Regions from separate parts of the Macaca mulatta genome. Here region 2 is linked to region 1. Evidence: chromatin contacts called from public Hi-C data. All regions are on one chromosome and are shown on one strand. The core of a region is the stretch at or near the end of the contact, and the rest is flanking DNA. Distances in the headings are between cores, read along the strand shown.

Region 1 (5,498 bases), core at 1,101-3,600:
CTTCAGTCATCGCAGGCATATTTTCATTTAAATTCTTCACACTTTCGACTCAAGAAAATTAGAGAAGCATACCTGCTCTACATCCTTGGAAGTGGAGGTCTGGTTTTCTCCCATGATTCCAGGCTGCTCATTTTCCCACGGTAATTTATTTTTTCCTTTTCCTGCACTTAATACCCTTCGGGTACAAATAGTTGGACTGTAAGATCCATAAATTTGCATGCTATCCCTTACGTGGTCACCACAGTGACAGTGTGCACTCTGAGTTCTGTTACCAGCCAAAAGCCAGTCCGTATCTGCTCCATGTGCCAAATGGTTTGATCTACCCCCGGCAGAAGATGGCATCAGTACTGCATATTCCACAAATCCCTGCTCTGTTAGCCTTGGTAAGGTTTTCCTAGCCAATCTGGCCTGCACAGCATTCATCACTCCATCTCCATTATCTTGCAGTTCAACAGTATCCACAGCTTTAAAAAGGATGCTGGTTTTACCTGAGCCCATTGATGATGCCAATACGGCAAAAGCTTCTAAAGCTGCTTGGCGTACCCTGCGTTTGCTATCTACAAGAGCTGGGGCAAGATCAAAGGACAGTTTGGGCAAGTCAAAATCCTCACTAGGATAGGTCAGCAGGGAGCAGATGCAAATGTTCACCACCTCCTCTCTCACTCTGGAATGCTTATGTTTGAGATGTTCCAGGAGTAAACAAAGCACCTGCTGAGGTCCTACTTCCTTCATTAGCTTGAGGAAGATTTTCATGTATTCTTGTTTGATCACCAACTTGTTGTCTGCCAGTACTTTGACAGAAGCTGCTATAACTGGTCCCAAGAACTGCTGTACCTGCTCTCCAAGGCGAATAACCAGTAAATGCAGGACTTGAAGTGTGCCATGAACCACTTTGAAGTTAGAATCGTCTAATAAATTATATAGCAAACTAATGAAGCCAACAAGACTAGAATGAGGAGTAGAACTAGGGTTAAATTTTCCCAGCACCTGCTTTAGTTCTTCGACGGCCTGGGTTCGGTTCTTATAGTCTTCCTGATCCAATAATCGTGAATGCAGCTCCTGAGGAATAATCCCAAATTTAAGATTGCTGTTGGAAAGAGTCACTGCACATGGAAGGGGATCTTCAGGAAATCCAGAGGCTTCCAGTTCCAAATAATAAGGAACTTGACTTCCAAACTGGGACTCCAGGCGGCGATTGTAGTGTCTCCTCAGGGCAGAGGGGAGACGAGAAATATACGATTGAAACCTGTCTTGGCCAAGTCGCTCCCCAATTTGTTGAAGGGCGGAGAAAGCTGTCTCAGATTCTTCTTCTGTCTCCTGATCACCAAGCTTTCGGGCTAGGGATATTATCACCTCGGTGAGATCCAGACCAAGCAACAAGTCCTCAGTAGTAAGCAAGATGGGAAGCAGTAGTGCTGTGGACGCTCTAAGTCGGGCATCGGTACTTTCCAGTCCTTGCTGTATAAGCGTTCTCAGCACCTCTCCAGAACTACGTTTCAGACATATATGCAGGATCTGCAGCGCATCTTTCCGCAGGGCTGGATTCTCTTCCCGTAACGAGACAACTAGTTGAGGCAAAAGTGCTAAGCTAAAGGCCTCTTCCAGCTGGCCTGCCTCCCCCTGACCCCGGAGAACGTCTGAGAGAAGTTGCAAGCAGAGCCGCTTCTCATCACTACCTCCTTCCACAAGCACTCGGCCCAGTGCCCGATACAAAGCTTCCTTGCGTCGGGGGAAGCCAAGTCGACCGCCCCGCCGCGGCAAAGCAGCTTGCAAAGCCTGAAAGGCCTCAGAAGGATCCGGCGCGGTGCGGAGGAGTTGAAGGAGCCGAGTCTCCTCTTCATCTCCCCCTGACAAACCGCCTCCAGAATCAGACCAGCTGCTTGAGACTGCCTCCGAGGGCATCAAGAGGGCCGAGGCCAGAGGCGAAGTTGTAGTGGGGCAGGAACCGTGGTCCCCCGCAGCTCCACGGCAGTAGTAGTTTTTCTCTCCTCTCATAATGCCCCCAACTCCACTATCATCAGTCTCTGGGGCGGAAGGACGACTGCGGCTCTGGAGCCGATAGGCAGAGAGGACTGGAAAGGGCGGCAGCAGAAGCAGAGCGGAGGGCGCAGCCGCCATGCAGGGTCGTCAGGTGGCGGTGGTTGGAAGAAATCATTGCCGTCTCCGAAGGGCTCGATGGAGCCCGGACTTCCAGATCCTCTCCAAGCCCCAAGCTGCAGAAGAGGAAAAAGAACAGCTTCAGCCCGCCGCCAGGCCGCCCCCAACTCCGGGAGGCAGCCTCTGGCAAAATGGCCCCCGTCTGAGCCGTAGACCCCACAGCTGCCACCGGGCGTAACCAAGGGCACCACGTGACCAAACCGATTGCTTCCATGGTGATGTACCCAGCGCGGACCTCTTGACCCGGAAATCCACTTGCCGTGATGAATGCTGGGTTATGTAGTCCACGTCAGGTGTTGAGACTAGGCCAAAGTCTCCTGGAAGAGGAAGTCAGAACGTTGCAAACGTAGCTAGAGCGGAGAAGGGAGGAGGGGTGAAGACATTAGACGGATGTGACGCTTTCCTTGCTCTGGGCGGAAGTTGCCCGCCCCACCCGTAAGAGTTGGGGTTTGACCGGAGCTAGTGAGGATCCAGCCCAGGCTCCAGTTGTCCGCGGCTCCTCCTCCTGTCGCTTCCCGTGTGATTACTGGGACTCAGGTATTTTCCTTTTGCTGTCCTCCAGCGGTGCAGACTTTGGCAGTGTTTTGCCTGAATGCCACTGGTGCTAGAGTAAGAGGCAAAGGACTGAGCGGAGCAGGTGGAAAGAGAGACGACATCTTCTTGTGCAGGGCTGGTTACCCTTGTAAACGCGTTACTCTCTGCCACCCTGAGTAACTGTGATCCTTTCCTCTTGCCATCTGCTTATCAGGACAGAAGATCCGGACCACGGCCAAGCTCACAAATCGGGTACTTTTTTTCAATTCCTGGTCTTTGGGGCCTTTTTTCGCCCCCGCCCTCCTCCCCTTTCTCCTTTTGTCGACTTCTCTTAACCCTCCGGCCGTAGAGGGTTAATTTTTGTTTGTTTGTTTGTTTTTTGTTTGTTTGTTTTTGACCACGTTTCCTTACCCTCATCACTTTGCGTTTTCTTTACAACGTACATAATCTGGAAATAGGTCTTTTTTTTTTTTTTTTTTTCCCCCTGTAGCTAACCGCCTCTCCCTTAGACGTTATCAAAGTCTTTCCTTCTAATGCAGTTCCTCTGTGGGACTCTCCCCTTCCCTCCGCCCCCTCCGTCTGCCGCCCTAGCCTCCCTGCAGGATCCTCAAGCATCTCTGCGGCCTTTCAGTCTCCTAGAGATAGAGATTGCGAAGACAATTTCACTTGCGGTGGAAGTTCTTGGCATCACGGTTCTAAGAGAATTCTGCCCTGTGGATTTAGGAATAATAGTAGACATTTATTTATTTTAGGCGAACTGAGAATTTTGTGTGCATTTTCTCCTTATCATAAATGATACTTAAACGAACACAGTGGAGGAGCTGGCGTATCTAGTGTGAGCCTGAATGCTTTGGAGTGTGGAAGAGAGATTTTTTTTTGAAGGAGTATTAATACAATTACTTTTGAATGACTCGTGCGAAAAGTCTAAGTTATCATTTGAAGACCCAAATTTATGCACTTCAAATGCAAGTATTCCTACCCTTCTCTGTACCAGGTGGGATTTCTCTTAAATACTTTTTAAAGTCTTGGGATAATTGAGTCACATATGCTAAACAGCTTTATAAATAATGCTCCCAGCTGTTGCAAGCGCAAAAATAATTTCTGAATTTTTGCCTTAAATTACGATTTGAATATCAGTTTTGTTTTGTTTTTTTGGGGGGGTGGGGATGGGGAATAGACAATATAAATGAGGCTGTGTAAATATACATCCTATGTTTTGGTTTAAATTCTAGGCTGTTACTTGGGTTTTAATAAGCCATTTTCGTGTTTAAATGAATCTGCCTAAATTAGGTTTGGCTAACATGTTTCATTTTAGGGACAGGTTAAAGACAGGGAGGTGAAAAACAAGAAATGATTGTAGCAGTTGTCAATGAGAAAGTGTCTGTTTCTCATAGTCCCAACCTAAGAAGCTCAAATGTGTAGACCCATGTATTGCCCAGACTTGAGGAACCCAGTTCAAACTAACCTAGAGAATGATGTACACATTACAGTGCCAGTTTATGTTGAATCAGAATTTTCAAGTTGAAAATCCAGTGCGCTCTTTCTTGTATCGCAGAACTTGGGAAGCCAAGTTAATAACTAGAGGTTGTGTGGTAATCATGGAATCACAGAAAAGGACTTCGAAAGTCTTAAATGAGAGACGTGGGTACTTAAGCAGTTATCCTGCCCTTTTCCTGGGAACAAAGCAAGATGAGTCTTCCTTTTGATTGTTTTTTTAGGTCCCTGTGAATCACTGTACATTACAGATTGCAATTTATTTTATATCTGTTATATTTTGTCTCTTTGATTGAAGACTTAGAAGATGCATTAGTCTCCGTAGTGGATATTTAGGAAATGGGACTTCATCAGCATCACGCCTTACTAATTATCTTTTAGAACTATTTTGTGGAACGTAAATCTCATTCATTGAGTGTGTATTCTGTTTATTAAGCAGATTTTTTTTAAATCTTACTTTGGAAATCTAGGAATTCTTCTTATATTGACTTAAAAAGCCTTTCGTATTTAATCATATAGAGAGAGAGTACAAATTTATAATCAATTTTTAGAATAGTAGAATACACTGTCAGGTGTCTTATTAATAGTACACCTCAGAAGGTTAAAAGGAAGTGGTTAAGGATACATTGAAAATTGCAAATTCAGCTAAAACAAGTTTAAAATTTCAATAATTTCAAGAGTGTAGTTAAATTAGTGAATTATAGGAATGTGTGTGCTACATATGTTAATTTTTTTTTAGCTGAACTTAAGGGTAAACACAATTGCCCTAAAACCTCCTTTATTTCCAGAATCAGAGATAACATAGTAGTTCCCTGGGCGAATCACTATGATTTTTCTATGTTCTTACTCAAATTTTACAGACATCCAGGAATATTGAACATCAGTGTGAATTCTGTAAACTAGTAAGAATTTTGTATAGTTTGAGAAGTTATTGTGAAGAAATGCTATGCAAATGAAAGTTGCTATTAGTATTAACAAACAATTATAATAACACCATGTTTTGAGTATTTGCTATGTGCCAGGCACCATGCTAGGTACTTAGTAAATATTAAGTCATTTAATCCTCTCAAGAATTTTTTGAGGTTACATCTTCTACATTTGGACTGTGGGACATTTTATGGGTGTTTCCACAAAAGAGTAATTGGATAGAGGAAGAAAGTATAACTCACATTTGCTTAGAGCTTGGAGAAGGTTTTGGTGGAGGTCAGTGTTGAAACTTTAGGATAAAATTAAGATTTTTTTCCCATTATTCATATGTTTTATTATATATCAATTATATATTTTTTAATTTATTATTTTTTCTTTCAATCCTT
Region 2 (5,892 bases), core at 1,722-4,221, 120 kb before region 1:
TTCCATTCACACTACTAGTGTTATAATTTAAGTATTTATTTTCTCCCCTCTGGATCAATGTTTTTCAAACTGCAGATTGCTTCAAACCAGCTTCTCATTTTGTAAATGTAGAAAAATATATATGACAGAGTGCATGCACACCTTAAGGGCATAATGTTGAAGTACACACAAGTGAACTGTTTATTGAGTTAGTGATGTCCATATACATCTTATTGTGGGTTGCAGGAAAAAAAAAAATTGAGAAACACTGCTGCACTACTGCAAACTAGTATTACTAGAATATTAAATTCCCTGATCACAGCTCAACAGGAGTAAAAGCAAAAAAAAAATTAAATGACAATGAGGCCTTGTCAGTTTTGTTCACTGCTGTCCCCCTAGAACCTAAAATAATACTTGCTGTGTAACAGCACAATATCTCTGAATGATCTAGTCCCAACTTAACTTCCCAAAAATATTAATCTTACAATACTCCTCCTCATTGCCATTCCCAGAGCCCCTTAGATTCTTCCTTTCTGAGCCTTGACACAAGCTGTTCCCCCAGACTAATAAAAGTCTTCCCTTTTTCAACTCACCAAACCAGTCGATTCCTTTTCACTTTATTATATTATTATATATTTATTATTATTATTTTTACAATTTACTATAAAATCATATGATAGGCACAAAGGACACGAGTATAAAATGAAACATAATATAGAGAGAATATGCAATATATAAAAAAATACATTTATCATACCTTTCACTTTTAGTATAGTTATGACATACATTAAATATTTCAGTGACAATTATGCAATCTTAAAATTTAAAAGGTCTTTTGGAGGATGACTTCAATTACCAACACTTAATTAAAAATGGGACATTTGGGCCGAGCATGGTGGCTCATGCCTGTAATCCCAGCACTTTGGGAGGCCGAGGCAGGCAGATCACCTGAAGTCAGGAGTTCGAGACGAGCCTGGCTAACATGGTGAAATCCCATTTCTACTAAAACTATAAAAAATCAAACGGGCGTGGTGGCGCGCATCTGTAATCGCAGCCTGAGGCAGGAGAATCACCTGAACCCAGGAGGCGGAGGTGGCAGTGAGCCGATCACGCCATCGTGCTCCAGCTTGGGCAACAAGAGTGAAACGCCGTCTTTTGACCTAATACCTTATTTTTTTTATTCTCTGTATGCTTCTTATTCCTGTAGAGGTACTTAAAAATTATACCATTGACTATTCTTTTTCATAAACAGAGCAATACATAAAAATCCGAAGTCATCACTAAAGACTGAAAGGAGTTTTGGGTAGAGCAAAACAAGTAGCTTTGCTACACAAATCTCATCCACAAATAAGGGAATATGGAGATGTGGGATGTAAGAAGAAAAGAGACTATCTGGTCTTGGCAGCTGTTTTCAGGGGCTAAGTAGTCATAGGCTGACTTTTTAAGGTCTCGACATATTAAACACTGTGTTCTAGAAAGTAGATTTTGTATATGCATTTACATAAATGTCTACACCATCTTCGGCTTTTTGGAAAACGTACCATTTGGCTGGAACTATACTACTTTCTTCCTCTTTTGGCTATTTTTAAATTTTTTTAAAGTCCTATCTTCCATGAAGATTTGTTAAAACATACCACGAAAACAGCACATACAATTTTTATCATTTGACTTTTAAACATCTTCTTATTCAAGATACACAAGTAAAAATACTGAGACTTTAAACAAATAGTGACTCATAACCACCTATTAGCCATCTATGCTCAACTCCTACTTCAGAGTTCACAATCTAAATACTAGTCTTCTTTAACAGAACTCCCTTCCATCACTTTATCCCTGCTAGACAGTGAACAGTGGAAAGTTCCAACTTTTGCAACTCCAGAATGAGGTTATAAATCTAGAGGGAGGAGGAAAACCTGACAGTAAACGCTTGTTCTTTTCACTCCATTCAAGCTCCCATAGAGCCTAAAACACTTAAGTTCCAACACGAGTTTCATACTTCCCTGTCCGAAATTTGATTTCTCAAACCTCACGCTTTCCAGCTGTAGCAAAGTTTATTTCTGAACAGATTAAATCAGTTGCTAAATAATCTGAAGTCCTCAAACAGAAGGCCATATGAATATCAAACGAAAAAAATAATATTTGAATCGGCATAAATTTACATGGTATTATGGCATCATCACTAATATACTGAGCAGTATTATTTATTAACTTCAAGAATTAATTAACTTAAAGATGTGATTTTGGAGAAAAACACCAGTGGTGGTCTCTGATCACCAAAGTTAAATATTCTTAAGCAGATTCCCTGAAAAAATCCTACCAGGATCTCTGATGTCTGTTTTCTCTGTTCTAAAGTATCCTGCCAAAAGCTTTGGGTGCTGTGACTTAGGGTCGCAAAAGTGTTGCTTATGTAGTTAGAAGGCAGAACGTGCCCTACAAGGCGCTCACATGCCTTAGTAATAGAACGTATATTATCTTCCCAATCCTCTGGCGGCTGCGAATGTGCTCCTTCCACTTCCAGCCATCCCAGCTGTGTTCCAGCTCCGGGGGAAGCAAGGGCTTTAGAATTACCCGCAAATATCTTCCTAAATCCAGGCGAAGGAGGCCCACACTTCCCCACCCTACCTAATGCAGCCCTCAAGTGAAACGTTTGGTCTAAGAAAAAAATACCTTGCACCGCTCCACCCAACAGGTGGGAAGGAGAAAGGAATGGACAACTGGCCGCTGAGTCCGAGCCAGGCCTCAAACAGGGCGGGAGAGGGAGGCCGCGGCCACAGCGCGGCCTGAAACCGGGCAGGCCCTTTTCAGTCCCAAGTACCACCCTCCGCCCCCAGCTAATTTCAAGGAACCCGCCCCAGCAGACCTTATAATGGATGCTACTCGATGCCATGAGCCGAAGACTGTGACGACCTAGCCGAAGATGGCACTTCACCGCCTCCGTCCCCACAGCCACCACAGCAGCCGCCACCCGCGCCACGGTCGCCTGGTCCAGGGCACGATGCGCATGCGTCGGTGTCTCGGGAGGCGAAAAAGTCACGTGGGTTCGCAGCGCGCAGGCCTGGCCCTCCCAGGGATCCTGGCTGCCCCTGCGGCCCCAGCCCCGCCCACGCAGCCCCGCCCCACCGCCAGCGAGGGCGGGGACCGCTGCTCCTACCTGCTTTTCCCTCCATAGAGACTTCTTCCCAAAGGAAAGAAGGGTGTTTAGGGCCTTTCACTCGCCTGATCTTAAACACAGCGCCGTGACCCCTCCCCTCCAAAAACGGCAAAATGTCATTTTGGGGGTCAAATCTAAGGCTTTCCCAACAATTGTTCAAGCTTTCACACTAAAACATTTACCTAAAAACGGACAGAAATTCAGCCTTAAACCCACAAATCTCACGATGCTATGGACCTTGGGCTCACTCAGGTTTCCTGAAAACTAAACAATCGTGGACTTAGGGGTTTGGAGAACGGGCTATTGTTAAAGAAAAAAGTATTTAGTGACACTTGTTAAAGCACAAAAAGGAGGACTTTATTCAGGACCAAAGCAATAGGTATGGGGACCACTGACTGCAACGGAGACTCGCAGTGGGGAAAGAGATATTGGGCTCAACTCCCCATACAGCATGGGCAAGTGGAGATTTATAACCAAGGAGCAGAGGTAAGTGAATGGAAAATTACTAAGAGGAAACATCAGGGTAAGGGGGATTTTGGCTAAACCCACCTAATAGGATTTTTGCTGAAGACAGGCCAAGATGATGAGGCATCACCTGGGGGATGGTGGAGACTGAAGAACCTGATCAGATAATGAGGATGATCAGCTATCAAGGATAGGGGTTTATTGCTAATCTGACTTAGCAAAGTTCTTTGCTTAAACTGGATTTTACAAAGAAAGTGTACAGAAGAGCCTAGCAGAAGATTCAGAAACCTGACTAAAGTTGGCCAAGCAAAAAAAAAAAAAAAATATATATATATATATATATATATATATATAAAAAGGGATACGTTATCCTCTGGATAAATTGAGGGGGACTGTGCGTTGACAATCTTAGCAGTCCTCTTCAGTTGTACCGCCATCTCCACTTTAACAAAAAACAAACTTCTTTCCAATCTGGCCTCTCTCCCTTTAAGATTCTGTTACAATTGTGCCCCTGCATTCACCCATCACTTACCATTTAATCTCTTGTTCAAGGTGCAATATTATTACTACTGGGCTCCAAGTTCCTCATCTGGAATCTGTCGCCTCTGCAAATAATTATTTACAAGATGATGTTTCTTGTTACAACGCTGGTTAATCATAAATCCTCTCACCAGCACCTTTACTTCCAAATACCAAATTAGATCTTTTTTTCTACCTTTTACTTGCATCACACTGCACCTAGTAGTACCAAGTAGTAGCTTTCCTTTTGCATTTGCCTCTTCTACTCTCCAAGCTACCTTTTTTTGGATTCTCTGACAGTGTGGCCATGTTTTTGTTTTTGTTTTTGTTTTTTTTAACAGGTTTAAACAGCAGCTTTTAAATGTTTACTATGGGAAGAATAGTCAAGGGAGTGGTGCGTTGGGAAGACAGACTGGAGTTTGCTGCTGGCACTGTTACACAGTGACTGTTTGGCATGACCTTCACTCCTTTTCTTTGGTCTTTCTAAAGTGGCCTCAACTTCTTTATCAGTAAATAAGATTATCTCTGAGATGTCATTCACTCAAATAGCCATTTTGTAAAAATCTACTTGCATCTTCAACTTTATTCACTGTGGATTCATTGTTTTCCTTTATCTAGTTTTTACATTCTACCTTTCAAGCCAGTGCTATTGCTCTCACTCCCCTGCCTAAAAACCTCCACTGGTTTCCTCCTCCACGGTTTTTTTTTTGTTTGTTTTTTTTTTTTTTAAAGAAATCCTAAACTTTTAGAATGGCAAATAGTGTTTTCATAATCATGCCAGGCTTCTCACTATTTCTGCCTCCCGGTAACTCCACAGAACCTACTGTTCCCACAGCCCTTTTATGTGTCAAAACCTTTAAGTGGGGTCTTCTCTTGGCCTGAAATGTGATCCCCACTGCTAGAAACATACATTATCTTAAAAACTGATTTAGCTGGCAGGATGCAGTGGCTCATGCCTGTAATCTCAGCACTTTGGGAGGCCGAGGCAGGCAGATCAGGAGGTCAGCAGTTCGAGACCAGCCTGACCAACGTGGTGAAACCCCATCTCTACTAAAAATACAAAAATTAGCTGGGTATGGTGGCGCACGCCTGTAATCCCATCTACTCAGGAGGCTGAGGCAGGAGAATCAATTGAACCTGGGAGGCAGAGGTTGCAGTGAGCCAAGATCGTGGCACTACACTCCAGCCCCGGAGACAGAGTGAGACTCCATCTCAAAACAAAAACAAAAAACAACAAAAAAAATTGATTTAGCCTTAGTTGACTTTTTAGAAATTGTGTATCACAATTATAAGCTTTGGGAAGAAAAAAGATATTATACCAAATACTGTAGTTTAGAGGGTAGTGGGTTCTAAAAAAAACAATATTTAAAGTCATGTGATCTCAGAAACAGAACAAAGAAGTCAGACCAATGGGAAATGATATCATTTATTCATGTATTTCTTCCATTTGCCCCTCCAGATCAACTGTCTGTCCTTATCCACCCTGCTCCATTCTTTGGAGATTGACCCTTATAGACCATATCGATAAGTTCTCTTGCTTCCTGGTTTCTGGTTGAGTATGGCCAAGAGAAAGTCCTGGCAGAATGGAATTGAGGAGTGAGGTCACGGTATTTATTCCTCCAGCTCCCTCCATGTGGGTGATCTCAGCTCTGATCCAGGTAACCCTCTTCATATAACTTCATTCTAGGTTCCAGGTTTCCCTAAGCCCTGCCTTTATAAATACTCCCTTATTAACCACTTCCCAAATTATGCCAGTTTTGATTTGCCATCTATTTCCT

What was found. A called contact is a pair of places that touch in the nucleus more often than the background predicts.
Region 2: a contact with region 1 is called in a Hi-C map of fetal cortex germinal zone, with 2.4 times the contacts expected there. The contact joins the promoter of PRPF39 here to the promoter of TOGARAM1 in region 1. A contact is called at or near these places in 3 of 14 Hi-C or Micro-C datasets (blood, fetal cortex germinal zone and liver).

Annotation. Positions count from the first base shown.
Region 1 is chr7:118,292,872-118,298,369 of T2T-MMU8v2.0, reverse strand. TOGARAM1 (TOG array regulator of axonemal microtubules 1) reads right to left here and starts at 2,350. Exons shown (of 18, transcript XM_077940950.1): 1 at 73-2,350. The coding sequence starts at 2,118. KLHL28 (kelch like family member 28) reads left to right here and starts at 2,665. Exons shown (of 5, transcript NM_001261270.1): 1 at 2,665-2,694.
Region 2 is chr7:118,417,291-118,423,182 of T2T-MMU8v2.0, reverse strand. It overlaps PRPF39 (pre-mRNA processing factor 39), which reads right to left and starts at 2,971. Exons shown (of 16, transcript XM_077940961.1): 1 at 2,840-2,971.